3 separate regions of the Sus scrofa genome follow, and all the other regions are linked to region 2. A link is a contact called in public Hi-C and promoter capture Hi-C data. All regions are on one chromosome and are shown on one strand. The core of a region is the stretch at or near the end of the contact, and the rest is flanking DNA. Distances in the headings are between cores, read along the strand shown. Region 1 overlaps SBF2 (myotubularin-related protein 13). Region 2 holds the start of ADM (adrenomedullin). Region 3 has its middle 95 kb from the start of SWAP70.

Region 1 (3,070 bases), core at 510-3,009, 360 kb after region 2:
TTTGAATCTAGAAGATTGAAGGGGGAAAAAAGTTATCTGGACTGTATCATCCTCTTTGGAATGTACAAACTTAAAATTTGTACAGCATGATTCTCTCTAGTGGGATGCTGTGTCACAATTGGCAGTTACTTGTTCTTCCTAACACAACTCTGTGCTGTTTCACAGGGCTTCATACCAATGTTTTAAAACATTGTAAGTGACGGTACATTTTAGAATTAACATCCTAGCCCCCAGCAGAGTGCTAAACACATCTTTGGTGCTCTGAAAAATGTTCATGGTTATAGTATAATAGATCTTTAGGTGCCAGTGCTGTGTGCAGAGAGCCCTCTGTCCAAATGCAGATTTTACTTTGTGTAACCATTGCTTCAATTTATTTATCTTTTATCTGTCATCCTGCTTTTCTTCTTGGTCTTGAAAAAATGAGAGTCTATATCCAGAAATGCTTTGGTGATGCTTACTATGCCATAAAGGGCAAAGGAGCACTATATCTTTATGTTTATGATTGACATTTGTATAATCTTAAAACACCATTGATCTCAGATCTTTTTGTTTTCCATGGGTGAGCACTTGCCAAAGGCAGTAAAAAGATTAAGGCATATATCTCACAGGATGGACGTAAATAAATTATAAGTATTTCCTAGTCCTTCTCCTTAAATCTGAAAGTCATACTTGTTATTTAAGCCATTGGTAAAAATGTTGAAAAGAGCAGAATTTTATAGCAGGCCACCTGACATTTCCTTTTCAGATAGTATCAATCTACTTAGTCATTAGATGTGAAAAATATGATGGGAAAGTTAATTTGGAATCTAGTCACAGAATGCCTAGAATGTCACATTAAGGAGTTTAGATTAATATTATTCAGTAGTCACTAAGAAGCATGCAATAGCATACGCTAGAACAGGGCAGTGAGTGACCTGCATGTGTTTCAGAAACTTAACAGCAGTGTAGATGTTGAGGACAGAGAGGTTGATGGAACAGAAGCCACTTAGTAGGCTTGTATAACAGACAAATGTTGATTAGAGCACTTAGGGAGAGATCCACATAGAAAGTTATCTATAGCATGGTTTACTTTTAGCAAGGAATACAAACCAAATGCCTATGGAGGCCAAACAAATAAGGCAGATGAGTTAAGCAGGACAAAGGAAGAGGCGGTGTGATGAGGGCAGTGGCTCCTCCTCGGCTCCAGCAGTTGTCACCACACAGGAATGCAGGAACATTCATTGTTCCATGTCTTTCCATTTTTAAAGAGAAGTTGGAAGTTTAGTGTTTATGTACAATCTCTTCGTTTTTAAATGCTGGCTTAATTTTTTAAAAGCCCTCACCAACCAAAAAAACAAACCCATCTGCAGCCAGATGCAGCTAATGGGATGCTAGCTTTACAACCTGTAGCTTTTAGCTTCCTCTGGTTGTGAATTCTTGTCATGTGTAGTAAGGAAAAAGCCTAAGGAAATAGAAAACTTCTGGTGACATATAGCCTGATAACATAATTCAAAAAAGAATGTAAAATGCAAAACTTAATGACTCTCTTTGTGGATAGTGAGAGCAAAGATTTTATTAACAACTTGTCCCTAAAGAGCACTTTATAAATAGATTATTCTTCTAGTTATTTTGCTTAGGTAGCACTGTTTCCTTCTTATTAGTCAGCATTGTTAGCATTTTTTTAGAAATGATAGATTTAATGGAGGCTTGTGGAGGAGCCGCTGAATTACAGAAGTTATTACAGCAGAAAATAAATTATGTGGTGCTATAAATACTTAATTCAGTGACTCAGCAAATTCCCTTTATGTCCAAAGGGAAACATTTTGTACCTAAGTCATGAGGTCTGTTTTTAATTTCTGCAGCTTTGCAGTTGCCCCTGTTTGTCACTGATAGATTTTTCCATGATACGAGAGGTCTAGAGATAAAGAGAGGCCACTTGCAGAGGGAGATTAAGTATTGGGGAAATGAAACCAGGGTGAACCCTCAGTCATAGGAGTGTTTCAGTACTGATGGCAGGGGATTACCAGGAAGAAGTCAGAGAACCATCTGAAATGACTATGGGAAAGTAAAATAGTTTTGTTATGCTCTTGGATGACATTTCCAGCTCATAAAATTAGAATGAAAATTATAATATTAGAAGCAAACTCCCGGAAATATGTAATTAACTTTCTTAGAATTCAACAAGTGTTTTGTGTACCCCCAATACCCGTGTTTAAGATACTTTGTTTCCAAGATGTGCCAGAGGTAGTTTCTCCCCCTCAAAAGCTATTAAGAGAAAGACTGTATGTACCCCCAATTTTTAATTATTTCTATTTAATTGGTTTAATACATATTTAATATATTTAATAGTTTATGCTTAGTATTAAAAACCTAATAAATTAGCCTTTTAATAAATATTTATTATCATCTTAATGGACATGTGAAAATAGGAATAATGTAGGAATAGATTTCTCATAATACATTTTCTTATAAAACAGTAGGGTATTGCTTAATAAAAAAAGATCCTCTGTACCTTGACCATTTTTATTGTAGTATAAATACTAATGCTATTTATTGCTATTAGGTTTTACCACACTGGCAACTAAATTCCGTCAGTAGTGGTTCTATCTTACATAATTCTGAGAGAGGTTCTAAAATGGCATTTTAGTGCATTCTTGAATAGAAATAGCCCTAAAATAGAGTGATATAATTGTTAAAGAAGTTTAAACAAAGTTCTATATAAGGTAATGTCTTAGTCTTCTCTGGCTGTAATAATAAAATACCATAGGCTGGGTGGCTTCAACAATCGAATTTTATTTTTTTTCACAGTTCTGGAGGCTGGGAATCCAAGATCAAGTTTCCAGGCAATTTCATTTCTGGCTAAGGACTCTTTCTGGCTTGAAGCCACCTCTCGGGTTCTGTCCTCACTGGGTCTTATCTCATGTGGGGGGGAAGAGAGCTCTGTGGTATCTCTTCTTATAAGGACACTAATCCTATCAGATTAGGGCCCCACCCTTATGACCTCATTTAACCGTAATTACTTACACTAGGGAGTTAGGGCATCAACATATGAATTTTAGGGGGGCACAAAGAGTCAACAATAGATAGGAAA
Region 2 (3,114 bases), core at 61-2,560:
GCTTCTGCACGGTGCACGTCCCAAAGCGACAGCCGAAGCTCCGCAGGCCCTGGAAGTTGTTCATACTCTGGCGGTAGCGCTTGACTCGGATGCGGGCTGCATCCGGAATGCTGGAGAGGGGAAGGAAGGCAACGTGAGACCCCCATCAAGCAAGTCTTTGGCCCCCGCCACCGAGAACGGAGCCTTTCTAGGACCAGAGGGAGCTGGAAACTGCTACCTCTATCTGAACTGCCATACAGCCCTGATGATCCCCAGGGGCAGGGCAATGGAGGAGGGTTCTTCTTGCCCACCCCGCCTAGGCGTCTGGCATAGTTACCTGGCCTGGGGGCTGCGAGAGGAGCCCTTCACATCCTGGGGCCGAATGACAGTCTGGGCAGGCCCGGCCTTCAAGTCGGCGATCCCGGTGGGGTAGCTGCTGGACAGCCGAAGTTCTCTTTTTCCACGACTTAGAGCCCACTTATTCCATCTAAAAAACATAAATAGACTTGATTCGCAATTGTCCAGGCGAGGTGCTGGCCGGTCCCCGCTTCTATTCACTTCTAACCCCTCTGGCACCAATGGTCAGTTCCCCTTGTCTTGCAGGTACCAGAACTGGGGAAGGCGCTGCCCGAGCGAGACTCACTTCTTTCGGAACTCTGCCGCCACGTCGAGCCGAGCTGTGTCAGCGCCCAGGAAGGCGAGCGAGCCCAGGTACATGAGGGCTACGGGAACCAGCTTCATCCCGGCTGAGATGTGCAGACCCTGAGATAGGAGAGAGAAGAGCCGAGGGTGAGCGCCCGGGCCCGCCGCACCGCCGGGCGGGGCACGGAGGCGGGCGGGGGACCCCGGCGCGGGCAGGCTCAGCCCGCGCTCTGCCTGACTCAGACGCTTATCTCCCCGGGGCGCAGAGAGGCGCCAGCGGCATTTGCACCCGCCAGGCGGGTGACAGGCCCCGCAGGGGAGGCCACTGCCCCGCGCCAGGCTCCCGGAGGTTCCCCTCTCAACTTGTCGTAATTTGCCTGACAGAGCAGAGGGGACTGGGTTTCTGGAGTTTCAACTGTATCCACAAGCTGGGCGTGGGATGGGGGATGCACCCAGCAGAGGACCCTCCAAAGTGGACAGCACTCCTCACCCAGAGCTCCCAGTCTCCGGCTTGGGCAACCCCCACCCCCACCCGCTTTAACCCGCTCCGCTTTTGGTGCTTACCTGCTAAGGGGGTGATCTGCCAAGATTTGGGAAGATGAAGTCTGAGACGTCCCTCTGGCAGTGGCAAAACCCCGACGTCCAAGCTGTGGTAAGAAACTAGAGGTGGCAAGGCTCGAGCTGTTCCGCCTCAGTGTCACCAAGAAACCACTGAGTGGCCGGCTCTCGTTCCTCGGCTTTATAAGAGCGCAGGGGGCGGGGCCTAGGCTGCCCTCGCGCCCTCCCTTTCTTCCCTTGGGCGCGCACTCTGCAATCAGGCGCGCGCATTGCTTGCTTGAGGGTACGTGCTTTGGGTGGGGGCGAGGTGGGGGGCGTCCCTCATACCGAGAGGGCTCAGAGATGAGCTCCAGGAGATAGGTGCAAGAACTGCCCCAGCCCTGACTCTCCCTGCACGGGGTTCAGACTTTAAGCCGAGCCGAAGTGAGGCTGTACAGCCTCTTGAGGTCCTTACCCAGGACCTATGCAGCCAAGAGTGTAAGGTCTCCTGACACAGAACTTCAAGAGCCAGCATACGGTAGCACGCAGATGACTTGAACCCAGGACCTTGGGAGCTGTGCCCTCTAGTGGACCGCGCCCCCTGCCGGCTCGGCGCCTGACCTGGCCGCGACCCTAGACGCTCCCAGAGCCTCAGGGGCAGGGCACACACAGAGCACAGCTGAGAGGAGGGGGGCTTGCCAGTGGCGGAGACTCCGGGGTTCTGGAATGGACTAGCAAGATTTCGCAATAGGGGCAAGGCTCAGAAAGACTGATTTGACAATTGGGATTTAGAGAGGGGAGTTATCTGAAGTTTCAGAATTTGCGTGCCTATTTGGAAATTTAGGAATAACCAAAATTAGGAGGAAGAATAACCTTTTCGTCCCCCCCCCCAGTAATCCAATTATGCCTTATAAGGTTACAACCTGAAAGTTTGCCTTGCTGCCCTCGAAGCCTACGTTCACCCCTTGTAAACGTGAGAATTTACTGCCAGGGAGCACACTAATGCTTCATGAATGTTAATCGCTTTACAGTTTACAAAGCATGGCCACATCCTGATCTTTGATCCTCACACCTACCCTTGAGTTAGATGAGGAAGGTAACACCGATTTTCTACTTGGTGAAATGAGAAAATTAAGATTCACAGGGGGTCTCATTTGCCCAAAGTCACATCAAAGGTGGTAAGCAGTAGTGTCCTGGACTCACTGGACTGGGGCTCAGCGTGAATTTTTCTAGGCTGGGGTCATCATGCCATCAAAGGGGGTTGGAGAGTCCTAGCTCCCGCCCAAGGATTTTGCCTGTTCATGATGAATCACCCCCAAGCCTGTTTTGTCACCCGTTTATGCTCTTCCATCACTGCTTCTTGACTTCACTTTCTCATTTAGCTTCTGGGGTGGAATGGGGGAGGGGTTGCACTCCGCCTCCTGGGCTCCCTACTTCTTGCAGGAGGGCTTCTCATGTCCTATCACCCACTACTCTGGATGTAGGTCCATGAAGCCCAGGGCCTAAACTGAGAAGCAGAGAGAGCAGGTCCACTGGAACTCTGGACCAGCTTCTAAATCTCATCCTGTGTACATGGGCAAATCACATCTCTTCTATAATTTCACTGTGTACATGGGCAAATCACATCTCTTTTATAATTTCCTCATTTACAACCTGCCCCTGGTAGATCTCTAAGCTTCCTACCTGCTCTGCCATACCGGTTCTGAGAATCCGTGCACAGGCGGCTGGCGCTGAAGCCTGCGGACCTTGCCTGGCCTGGGCAGTGTACTGCTGGCTCAGCCACCTTTCCACTCCAGGACTGACTGGTGGACATTGCACCCGGGGAAGGAACGGCTGCGCCGAAGTTATTTATTCTGAGGACCCTTCCCCCAGGAAGTCACCTGAGCAGTCCTGAGCTCCAGCTGAGGGCGGGGGACAGATTCCGGGTTCGGGCTCGGGATCCGGACTCCGCGGGTC
Region 3 (3,130 bases), core at 392-2,891, 480 kb after region 2:
GTAGTTCCTGTGGGTCCAACCCAGAATCCATCCCTTCCAGGCCCATCTGAGAGCCCCCTTGTCCCACAGCTCAAGCCTTGGACATTTCCAGAGAACAGAGCCACCCACCAGCTCTCGCCTCACACTTCAGCCCTGGCTGCGGAAAGCTGGGGCCTCTTCTGTTAATTTTCTCCAGCTCCTCCGAGGCTGGGCCCTGGGCCCAGTGAAGTCACGGTCTGGGAGGCAGCCCTGGCTCCCTGCCCGCCCACGGAGGCTATATTTGGAGCAAGACAACTCCCTGCAGACACAGACTTGGGACCCACCCTGCAATGCTGCTGCCCCAACCAATTTTACCGAGTCTCCAAGCAGGGTGGGTGTCACTCATATTTTCACTTGTTTGCTCATTCATGAATTTGGTCACTCATTGCTCTAGTCTTCAAAACAACTGGATTGACACCTCCACCCCCGACATATGGGGGGGGGGCACGTCCACGTGCTTGTATGATATCCGTGTCTAAGTAGGAAAGGCAGAACATACTCTGGGGGGCCCTCGCTCTCGGTCCAATGGTGCTGGTGACTCAGGATTAGGTGCGTGTGGGTCTGTGGGTACCTGTGTGCGAGCAGGCACGTGCTCTCTGAGGAGGCAGCTGTGACTCAGCCACACGGCGTCGGTGCGTACCTGTGTGGATGTGCCTGTGTGCAGGCACCAGCAGTGGCGCTTGCCCCCAGGGGGTGGGGGAAGTGGTTGGGACTGACTCAGCTGCATCTGGTGACTGGGCGCCCGCAGGCCAGCTGTGACTTTATAGCCTTGCTCACTTGCCAAGCCAAACAGCCAGTGTTGGGTGCAAATATTCTACAGAGTGTGTGGGGAAGAGGTCCTGAGCAGGAGACTCAGCAGCCTGATTGCAGCCCTGTCTGCCCCTGCCGCTCCCCCCGCCCCGCCTGCACCTCCACTGCAAGTAGGGCCTCCCCCTCCCCTTCCCCAATCTCAACCCCTCTGGCCTGGTTTCCTGGAGGCTGGGAGGTCGCGCCTCATATTGACTCCTCTGTCATCTCCACCAGTCCCAGGTTGGCACACATTGGGTACAAGCCTTGTACCCAGCGCGGCAAGGCTGCCAGTCCCACCCATTTTCCTACCGCACAAAAACCCTTCTGTTTCCACCATGATTGCCTCGTTCTCCAACATGTGAGCCCAGCCCGTAGCCTCAGCAAGCACAACCGGGAACCTCTGCTGACCTCCTGGGCTCCAGCCCGGTCTGCTGCCCTGCCCCGTCCCCGCCCGCCCCGTCCCCGCCCCCATCTCCCCTTCGGTGTTTCTTGCCCCATCTATGCCTGTCTCCTTATCTGTCCCAGGGTCTATCTTTGTCTCTTCTCCAGGCTGTCTGTCTGCAGCGGAGGCTTCACAAGAGCAGAGGTGCTGACAGAGAGGGGGTGTGGGGAGGACACTCCGTGTCCCCTTTTTGAGCCTTATCTGGAAAACGAAGTTACTGCTCAGGGCTCAGGCTGGAATTTCGCCCCGGATGACCTTGCTCAGTTTGCTGGGGCCTCCCCGGGGACGGCTGGGGTCAGGCCAAGCAGGAAACAGGCCCCTGCTTGTTGGCTGCTCCTCCTCCCTCCTCACCCACTCTCGCCCCAACCCGCAGCCTCCAGCCGAGCGAGTCCGCAGAGGGCAGAGGGCCGCCCCTTTCCAAGGCACTTACAGAAACAGGGCTCAGGCTGTGCGCACCAACCCCTCCGGGGGAAGGGGAGCGGGGGAGGGGCGGGCCACGGCCAACCCGCCTCCTGGCGCCAGCAAGGGCCCCACGAGGAAACCCCCAGGAGCTAAGGAGGAACAGAGGGCTTCCCACCCTCGCCCCCCATGGCCCCAGGCCGGCCTGTACTTGCCCGCACATGTGTGAGCTGGGAATGACTAGTCGGGACATCTGGGTTTCGTCCTAGATGCTTCGTGACCTGTGTCCCCTTGGGCAACTGCCTACTCTCCACTCTCCCGGCCTCACCTTCCTCATCAGTAAAACAGGAAAGCAGCGCCAAGGTTCCCGGTGGCTGGAGATAAAATGAGTGGGCGGCAGTGCACGGGTGAGCCCCAGCTTGGGGGCTTCCTTCCGCCCTCAGCAGGACGACCCGCTGCCCCCTCTCCAGCCGGTGCAAGAGGATGCAACCTAGGCAACGACCCTTCCCCGCCCACCAGGACCGCTGGCTGGAGACCGCCTCGCCTGGGTCCGCGGCACACGCCTGCCCCCTGGCGGCCTCGCCGTCGCTGCTCCTGGCACGAGGGCATGCCCAAAGGGGGGCCTCCTGGGTCTGGGCTGCTCAAGGACCTGGCCCGGCGGGGAGGTTACAGCTCAGGATTTTTTTTTTTTTTTTCTCCTTGCATTCCTGCTTTTCCTCCATTTTTCCACATTGGGTAGGTATTTGCGATAAGAAAACCCCCCACAAACATCACTTCTTTTTTAAAATCACATGGAGTCTGTGGGAATTCTGGAAGTCCTGGGTTTTCTAGTATCTTCATTTACATGAGGTCTTCCAGGGTTGACTGGAAGAAAGGAGACAAGGACTTGTTGCATTGGGGTTGCTGGTCTACCCTCCACATATGCTGGGATTAACTTTAAGAAGAAAGGGAGGAGTGCCTGTGGTGGGTCAGCAGAAGCAAATCTGACTAGCATCCATGAGGTTGCGGGTTCAATCCCTGGCCTTGCTCAGTGGGTTAAAGATCCGGCATCACCATGAGCTGTGGTGTAGGGCACAGACTCAGCTCAGATCTAACTTTGCTGTGGCTGTGGTGTAGGCCAGTGGCTACAGCTCCGATTCAACCTGTAGCCTGGGATCCTCCATAGGCTGCTAGTGCAGCCCTGAAAGGAACAAAAAAAAAAAAAAAAAAAAAAAGGAGAAAGAAAGGGAAACATGTCTTCAGTCTCTGGCTAGGGTGGGCTAAATGCCTGGAAGAGGAAAGCTGTGGGCTGCTCAGTCAGTCTCTGATGGTGCCTGGGGGGTTGACTAGGGATATATTTGAGAACAGGGATTTATTTCAGAAAGGTGTCACTAACAAGCCAGCGTTTACTAAAGACTTACAGCTGTGAGGAGGCCTCCTGCCCTTCCCAAGCCCTGGGCTAAGCCGTTGGGAGAGTTCATCAGACCTGAAGCACCAGTAGGA

Evidence for each region. Promoter capture Hi-C pulls out the DNA fragments that hold promoters and counts their contacts. Hi-C and Micro-C count contacts between places; a contact is called where the count stands out from the background.
Region 1: a promoter capture Hi-C map of skeletal muscle shows a contact between it and region 2, with 20 times the contacts expected there. The contact joins the enhancer-like site here to the promoter of ADM in region 2. A contact is called at or near these places in 2 of 5 promoter capture datasets (liver and skeletal muscle), 7 of 47 Hi-C or Micro-C datasets (embryonic fibroblasts, fetal skeletal muscle, liver and 2 more) and 2 of 2 datasets of contacts at active chromatin or transcription factors (alveolar macrophages and skeletal muscle).
Region 3: a contact with region 2 is called in a Hi-C map of embryonic fibroblasts, with 7 times the contacts expected there. The contact joins the enhancer-like site here to the promoter of ADM in region 2. A contact is called at or near these places in 5 of 5 promoter capture datasets (fetal liver, fetal skeletal muscle, liver and 1 more), 22 of 47 Hi-C or Micro-C datasets (alveolar macrophages, blood, brain and 13 more) and 2 of 2 datasets of contacts at active chromatin or transcription factors (alveolar macrophages and skeletal muscle).

Annotation. Positions count from the first base shown.
Region 1 is chr2:49,590,807-49,593,876 of Sscrofa11.1, forward strand. All of the region lies in intron 17 of SBF2 (myotubularin-related protein 13), which reads left to right. Among named protein-coding and RNA genes, the nearest start is that of SWAP70, 210 kb to the right of the region's middle. Within about 2 kb of position 1,760, at least 10 of the 83 cell types and tissues checked have an H3K27ac peak or open chromatin away from gene starts, as enhancers often do. A contact at or near this core is called in fetal skeletal muscle and skeletal muscle, where this site is marked.
Region 2 is chr2:49,230,211-49,233,324 of Sscrofa11.1, forward strand. ADM (adrenomedullin) reads right to left here and starts at 1,311. Exons shown (of 4, transcript NM_214107.1): 1 at 1,186-1,311; 2 at 623-741; 3 at 317-466; 4 at 1-110. The coding sequence starts at 720. It overlaps LOC100525978 (a long non-coding RNA gene), which reads left to right and starts at 1,743. Exons shown (of 2, transcript XR_301768.3): 1 at 1,743-3,114.
Region 3 is chr2:49,708,515-49,711,644 of Sscrofa11.1, forward strand. No RefSeq gene overlaps it. Among named protein-coding and RNA genes, the nearest start is that of SWAP70, 95 kb to the right of the region's middle. Within about 2 kb of position 1,642, at least 47 of the 83 cell types and tissues checked have an H3K27ac peak or open chromatin away from gene starts, as enhancers often do. A contact at or near this core is called in alveolar macrophages, embryonic fibroblasts, fetal liver and 8 more, where this site is marked.